Linked DNA regions of Mus musculus: region 2 is linked to region 1. The links are chromatin contacts, called in public Hi-C maps. All regions are on one chromosome and are shown on one strand. The core of a region is the stretch at or near the end of the contact, and the rest is flanking DNA. Distances in the headings are between cores, read along the strand shown.

Evidence for each region. A called contact is a pair of places that touch in the nucleus more often than the background predicts.
Region 2: a contact with region 1 is called in a Hi-C map of cerebral cortex, with 2.5 times the contacts expected there. The contact joins two enhancer-like sites. A contact is called at or near these places in 4 of 484 Hi-C or Micro-C datasets (bone marrow-derived macrophages, cerebral cortex, embryonic stem cells and 1 more).

What each region holds. Positions count from the first base shown.
Region 1 is chr13:92,986,267-92,990,105 of GRCm38.p6, forward strand. No RefSeq gene overlaps it. Among named protein-coding and RNA genes, the nearest start is that of Gm41019, 18 kb to the right of the region's middle. Within about 2 kb of position 1,710, at least 40 of the 459 cell types and tissues checked have an H3K27ac peak or open chromatin away from gene starts, as enhancers often do. A contact at or near this core is called in cerebral cortex, where this site is marked.
Region 2 is chr13:93,398,074-93,401,912 of GRCm38.p6, forward strand. All of the region lies in intron 9 of Homer1 (homer scaffolding protein 1), which reads left to right. Among named protein-coding and RNA genes, the nearest start is that of Gm6109, 48 kb to the right of the region's middle. Within about 2 kb of position 1,823, at least 29 of the 459 cell types and tissues checked have an H3K27ac peak or open chromatin away from gene starts, as enhancers often do. A contact at or near this core is called in cerebral cortex, where this site is marked.

The DNA of each region.
Region 1 (3,839 bases), core at 460-2,959:
CTCCCCTCCACAGGGTGGACTTGGTACCCATAATCTAAGAGCTGGGGACATAAAAACAAGTGGGCCCCTGGGGCTGGTTGGCCAGTCCTCAAAGCTTAATTGTCAAGCTCCAGGCCAGTGAGTAAGAGAACCTGTCTTAAAAAGTATTAGAAAGGTAGAAAGGTGGACTGTGCCTGTGGAATGATATTCATTCTCTCTCTCTCTCTCTCTCTCTCTCTCTCTCTCTCTCTCTCTCTCTCTCTCTTTCCCCCCTCATATGTCACCTGCACACACATATAAAATTTAATGTAATGTACAGAGGATGCCAATGAATACACATGCTATTCATGTCGTTCATTACTGTTACCTTCATGGAATTATCAGACATTATTTGAAAGTTAGTTAATTCTAGGAGACTGTTCTATGGTTATAGCCCATCTCTAAGCGACTGTGACCATTACACGTACATCAAAATGCAAAACAAACAAACCCTCATCGATTCCCTTAAGGTTTTTAGAAACCTTATTAGAACAGTCAACTAGAAACTTTACAAGCCAAAGCTGCGGAATCAGTTCTTTCTTAAGAGCAGGACAGGTGACTCAAAGCCCAATTCACCAGGTGCCTCTGCCATTCAGCTGCAGGTCCAGCTATGGCCAGCAGAGGGCAGTGTTATACACAGACTTTGCCACTTTGGACGCTCACTGTCCGTGGTTTGGGGTATTCTTTTCCGCCTTATTTTTAATCGCCTGTCTCTGAAAGAAAAGCTGTGGTATTTCAGAAGTGACTGTTTTTCCCCAGGTTCTTATCTGCTTGTGTTGCGTTTTGTTACCTTGCCTGTTTCTGCTGGCTGCAACAGGCTCGGGTGATGTGGGGAGGCATTCTAGGCTGGAAGGGTAGAAATGGGCTCTGCAATAGGTGTGCCCTGGAAAGTGGGGGCGTCCCCAAACTCCCACCTTTTCCTCGAATCTGCTTGTGCAGCCACCTACTCTCTTTGTCTTTTCTTGGGTCTCTCTTCACCTGCCTTGTTTCTGCCGCTGACTCCATCCATTTCTCTCCCACACCATAGCAAGCCTGGGGCTACAGTGACCTCCAGTGATGCCTAATTGTGCGGTGCCTGTGAACATTTTCAGAAGCTCCTGTGTGAGGCCCTGGGACCCACTGGTGAGCCCAGTAAGAAACTGTGTGGCTCTTTCCTGTCCCCTCATCTCTTCATAATGCTTCCTAAAAGAGCTGAACTCCGGCACCCCCTTCCCTGGAAAACCTCTCTGGATCTTGGACTGACGCCGGCATTCCCGGCATCCCCTCCGTGATGCTTATGACAGTGTCAGCTCCTCACCGTTGCCTGTCCCTCTCTAAAGTCTGGGAGTCAGGAACTCTTTCTTCCCTTTCCCTCTTTGCATTTATGCTGCAAGCTTCTTTTGGGACCTTGAGGACAGAAACGCGAAGAGTCTTGATGTCGGTCCTCCCAGCGTGGGGCACGCCGCCTCATCCAGTTAACTAGCAGGCAGAATCTGGGCCCAGCAAGTTGTTCTTTCCTTCCCTAAAGACTTCTATAGACAACAGCCCCTGGCCTCTGTCTCTGAAACTCCCACTCACCCTCGCATCCACTAGCCATCTGTCTCCCTCCCATATTTCTGACCTTTCAGAGAACAGATGAGTCAGACACCCTGTCTAGAGTCCACAGACATTCACTTCATCTCCAGCCTCTCCAGATCATGTGCACTGGTGACTACATCTAATTTCTCCTTGAACTGCCTGCCTTGCTCTCTCCAGTGGCCTCACCTTGCCTGTGCTTCGGCCCCACTTCCTCCTGTGGGCAGCCCAGCCTCAGTCCTCCTGTGGGCAGACTGTGTGGTCCCCAATCCTGTGGGCAGCCCAGCCTGTCCTGTTTTCAGCTCCGGGGGCTTAAGTGTTGTTTTCTCTCCTTGTGACTCAAAATGAGTGTGGACTCAGTTCTCAACATCAGAGTAGAATGACATGTTGACCATAGAGATCAGCTTAGAGGTAGACAGTGAGAGCAGCTATACCATCAGCCAACTGCAGAGTCGGTGGAATTAGGAGAGAAATTCTTCTGTTGGAGGAGCTAGAACAGAGGCATATTGTCATTTAAAAAAAGGATGATAGGAAGAGAGTAAAAATAATAATGCAAGCCTGGGCCTCCTTGGGATTTTCAATGACATGAATTTATATATTCTACCCACCCTGCCCCCCTTTTAAAAACCAATTAGAGCTCCTTTATCCAGCTTTGCCTGCACCTAGAACTGCTTCCTGTTCAGTGTGGCTGTAGGAGCTGCTGGTAATCCTGTTGTTTCCGCCTGATCGTCAGTTTGGTGTCTCCTGTAAGGGATCAGAGTGATCACTTCTGAGCCGCCGAGCTTACTGTTCTCAGCAATGCCCAGCTCCAATGGAGCGGAAGGCTGTTGCTGTGGTGTTGGAAATTACAGCAACATAAGGCAGCCGGTTATGAAAGGCCTCAAAACCAAGCAGTTCTGGACGTCCTTTCCGCAGTTCTCTCCTCGGGAGCAACCCACCTCCTTCCCACCTCTGTTGGTTTGGTGCATCTCCTAAGAGGAGGCCCGGAGCTCCTGAGCCTCCTTCCCCCCACCCTGATTAGAGTGCGCCCACTCTCAGTTGTGTCTGCTGTGCAGGTTTTATTTTAGGAATCTGCTTTTCTCTGGGTGCACTGGCACACATCTGCCAATGCCAGCATTCAGTAGGCTGAGGCAGGAGGATCTGGAGTTTGTGCCAACTTTGCAATACCAATGCCAGCCTTAGCTAAATGGTGAGACCCAGTCCAGAGAGCTCCAGACCAAACAGATAGCTCACAGGTGGGCACTGGCCTGGTATAAACAGGGCCCCGAGTTTGATGCCCAGGATTGAAGATTAAACAAACCACCCTGTTTTCGTAGTGTTCTGAGCACTTGATGATAAAGCTCTCTCAAATTATGGATTATAACTTATCTTTCTGTGTGCTAGTTTTAAAATCCAAATGATCTATTGAAAACAAGAAACCTAGGGCTGTTAGCAGCAAGGCTTACACAGGAAGTCTTCCCCTAAAGTCTAGCTTCTCGGTCTCCTGAATTGTTTACTCCTCTGTTTGGGGGGGGGGATGGGTGTTTTATTAATTAGTTTCTCTAATAAACATTTTAAACAGAGTGCTTGGATTACAGGTCCTTGGACCGCAATAGCATATCAGGAGGTAACTGCAGAGGATGCTCCCAGAATTATTTAGACAAATGGTACCATGGTCTGCCCTCCCTAGAGAAAAGCAGATATAAAATCTTAGCAACTAAGAGAGCCCTCCCCCAGCAAGTCTCAGAGGACAATGACCTGCCAGAGAGAACATTTCTGTCTTCATTAGATGGTCTATCAAAATAAAGAAACCACCACCAAAATTCCCCATCAGACAGCTGCCTTTCAGTATCTGGACAGGTTTTGTTTTTTCTGTCTAGACATGCTTTAAGCAAGTAGAAGAGTAATCATGGGTCCAGCTGGCCAGGACTTTTCTTAGAAGGCCTCTGCATTGCAACATATTTTTAGTATCCATCACTTCCTCCAGAGGATGCAGGCCTGAGGGAAAGATGTATCAAGCACTCATATTTGAATATCTCTCTGACCCTGCTGTGCATGTGCTCTGTCAAACTGTAGGGAAAGATTCCTAGGAGGAAACACTGTCCTGAGAGCTCACAGGAAGACAAGAGATGGGATACACGCCCACACATAATCTTCCTTTCAGCTGGAAGCTTCAGATGGAAGGTCATATGTTAATACCCAGAGAAACTGAGAAATAGTGTCAGTACCTAAGCTTCAGCCCGGGTAGCTAAAGGAGAAATAGCCAGTGTAGGCCCTGCGCATTTATA
Region 2 (3,839 bases), core at 573-3,072, 410 kb after region 1:
GGAATAATAACTGAATTTATAAGTGTGAGTAAAAGCTATATTTGTTTTGATTTGATTTACCTTATAATTCAATTCAGGTGGGATTTTCCCATTTTTTTTTTGTTTGTTTAATTTTCTAGTGTTTTTTCACCAATTTAACTAACTCTCCCATTTTTCAATGTATTTTTGTAGCATCCTTATTTTTGTTATTGCTCAATTTTTTTTAGATTTTTTATTTTGTTTATGGGTGTTTTGCCTTCATGTTCTGCCTTTGTATCACATTGTAGTACCCTCGAAGGCCAGAAGAAAGCATTGAATATTCTGGAACTGGAGTTACCTACTCTGTCAGCTGCCATGTGTGTGCTAGGAACTAAACCCACGTCCTCTGGAAGAGCAGCCAAGTGTTCCTAACCCCTTGAGCCATCTGGCCAACCTTGTGTCCCTAGTTTTGGGTGCACAATTCAAGCTCCTTTTTGAATAATTTTATATAAACTTTAATTCAACATGGAATATTATATTAAGAATTTTTTCTGCTTCATAGTTGGTTTCAAGAATTTTTTTCGTTTTACTGAGTTTTTAGTATTTTCTATTGATTGTGCTTATAAATGAGTCCTGTATCTTTGCATTTTTGTGGACAGAATGACAGTTTAAGGTGATTTATAAACTCATAGTTCAAAACACCCTCTTCCGAGGAGCAGTAGGAGATAGGTTGTGTGTGTTTCACTGTTTTAATTTTCCTTTATATAACAAGAGCTTAACTTTTTGTCTTGTTTCGTTTGCCCTTCGTTGTTCCTAGAGACTCCTTGTCTTTTATTCTCTTCTGAAGAGGCTTTGCAAGACTGCCTCACAAGTTTCATGGGGTTATCCCTCAAATGCAGATCTGTTCTGTCCAGCCCAGCTCTTGTTTTAGGGTTAGGCAGTCGCAGAGGTCTTTCTCTGTGCCAGCCCCACACTCTCTCTGTGACCCAGAAACAGACCTGCAGACACTGTTACAATCTCTGATGCTTGTGGTGTTCTCTGTCTTCAGTAAAGTTGAAGTCCTGACATTTGCACAACTTTATTCTCAGTGCATGTTCCTGTGGTTTGTGGAGGATAGCTGGCAGATGTCAGTGTACAAACACTTACTACTTTGTCCACTCAGAAACAGCTTCTACTTTTTTATTGCCAATATCTTCTTTCTAGACATCATTAAGTAAAGACCATTTTACTCATGCTGAATAACTTATCCCTAGTGTCTACTGCATCTGCCCAACAACTAATTGTTAGATAACGTCTTCAAAATACATACATTTCTTTTACTGCTGTGTAGATATGAGTTATTGACGCTTCTCTTGTCGATTGAAATATCCTGATATGTGTAAATGTTCATAGTCTATTATAAGATATATCTTAAGTGCATACTTGATATCTTAAGTATAATCTGCGAGGCAGATGTCAAGACAATTTTTGTATGGCTTTTATTTAGATTGAATGGTGTAGGATTTAAATGTAGTGAAAATTAGTATAGCCGGTCCCATTGGCTATAGTTTTAATATGTAATTTAAAAAAAAAATCTATTTTGAGTCTCTTAACAAAGGAATTTGAGATTCTGTTCTATTATTTTTTTTCATGTGCAGCATGAAATTGGTGGCCCTCGTGTGCCTTAAAGATGAGGAAATTAACTGACAAAAGCAATGGTAGAAGGCAAGCCCGGGGAGAGCAGCAAAGGCCAGAAGGAGACTGGCGAGTGCTGGCTGTCACTTCAGTCACACTACTTGGCCCCTACTCTCTAGGTTATCTATTCTTACCTAGAACATATTCTCCCCATCTAAAAATAGGTCACAGCCATCTGTATAGTGTGAGTGCTGCTATGTTACCTAACTAGTACATTTCCTACAGAGGCCTGTCTTGGAGTAGGACATTCATCTAAAGAGTATAGTGCGGCTTTAAACAACTGAAGAAATAGTGTTTTGTGAGGTTCCATTTAAAATGTTTGGATGTTACATTGGGTGGAGAAGAGAACAAGGGGCCTTTCATTTCTAAGGGACGCTGTAGAGGGCAAACTGGGCAGTGGCTGTGAGCTGGACATGATGAGGAGTGACGTTCAGTCTATTTCTGTAGCTGGAAACATTCAATCCTTAAGCTTGTTGAAATGCAAAAGAACACTCTGCAGTCATGAGTGCAATTTTCACATTTGATCACAGGACTTCTTCCTCTCTAATAGTTTACAGCCTCTATGGATTTAGCTTCTAAATTTATTACTATTAATTTCAAATTTTTTATTAGATGTCTTCACTTTGCAGATTATTCGAAGATTGATTAAAAACATGCAAGACTAACGTTGAAGTGGCTAACATCAAGTAGCAAACACTTTGAGATTGTACTGGGCTGTTAGACTCTTAAGTTATAAACTGTAGCTGTGCTGTTTCCCTCTTGATTCTTCTACACATTGGAGCTCATCTAAGCATGCTATAATGTCAGATCACATGGTTATGATGAGGATTATCAATTGTTACTTTTCTTTTTTTTTTTTTTTGGTTTTTTGAGACAGGGTTTCTCTGTATAGCCCTGGCTGTCCTGGAACTCACTCTGTAGACCAGGCTGGCCTCGAACTCAGGCTGCCTCTGCCTCCTGAGTGCTGGTATTAAAGGCGTGCGCCACCACTGCCCGGCCAATTGTTACTTTATTTAATGTTTTCAAATCAGTTTACCCAAATCTTTTTCTCAAGACTTCAATGTTTTAATTACATTTATATATTTATTATGTGTTTGCCACAGTGGATTGTAAATTTCCACTATGTGTGTATGGTGTATGTGTATGTGAGTGAATGAGTCAAGGTCTCACTATGTAGCTATGGGTGTCCTGAAACTCACTCTGTAGACCAGGCTAACCTTGGTCTCACAGAGATCTATCTGCCTCTGCTTCCCTAGTACTGGTGTGCAATACTATACCCAGGTTGTGAGTTTTGGAAACAAGAATCTTTATCTGGTGAGCATCTTGCTGGCTCTAAACGCTTCCATTTTTGAAAATATTGTGAAAAAAAATAATATGGAGAAAAAAGTATTCCTAATGCAAACAGCAGAATTCCTTCATTTACATCTTTATTTCTATGTGTATGAATGTTTTGTCAACATGCATATTTATGTACCACATGCATGCAATGCCTGTGGAGGCCAGAAGATGGCATTGGATTCCCTGGAACTGGAGTTACAGATGGATGTGTGCTGCCATGTGGGTGCTGGGAATTGAATCCTGGTCCTATAGAAGAATAGCCAGTGCTCTTAACTGCTGAGCCAACTCTAAATTTGATTTTTTTAAAGCTTAAGCTAAATCATCACTCATGTAATTTTGGCTTTTTGGACTTGCTTCATTATCTAGTATTTGCCATAGATTTTGTGTTGTCACAAAATTTTGCTTTCTTGTTGTCATTTCTCTCTTTCCTGGATTGCCAGCATAGAATTGGCAACTTTATACTTCTGTTACATGCAGTTACTGTATCTATGCATTTTAGTCTCTAGAGTTGAACAATTATATATTCTTAAACATACATTCCTTTGATCCTGACTGTGAGATCAGGATCAGTATAAGACCAAGTTGCACTCTCATTTTAGGGAGTTGCTTCCTTTCTAACTCTAACTTTAGAGTTACTGGTTAGAACTTACTTCCTTCTTGTCTCTGCCTACCCTCATCTTATTTCTCAGTTACGTAGGAGTAGCAATAAAATGGAGTTGTACATAATCTTCCACAACAAGGGTGTTGTGCTTGCCCTGTAACTGCATGGCGTGAAACAGGAGCAGCGGTTTGCTATTGATGAGAGGTCAGGTGTATCATAACCAAGCCGTGGCTTTCTGAGATGGCTGAATACAAATCTCCTTAAATTG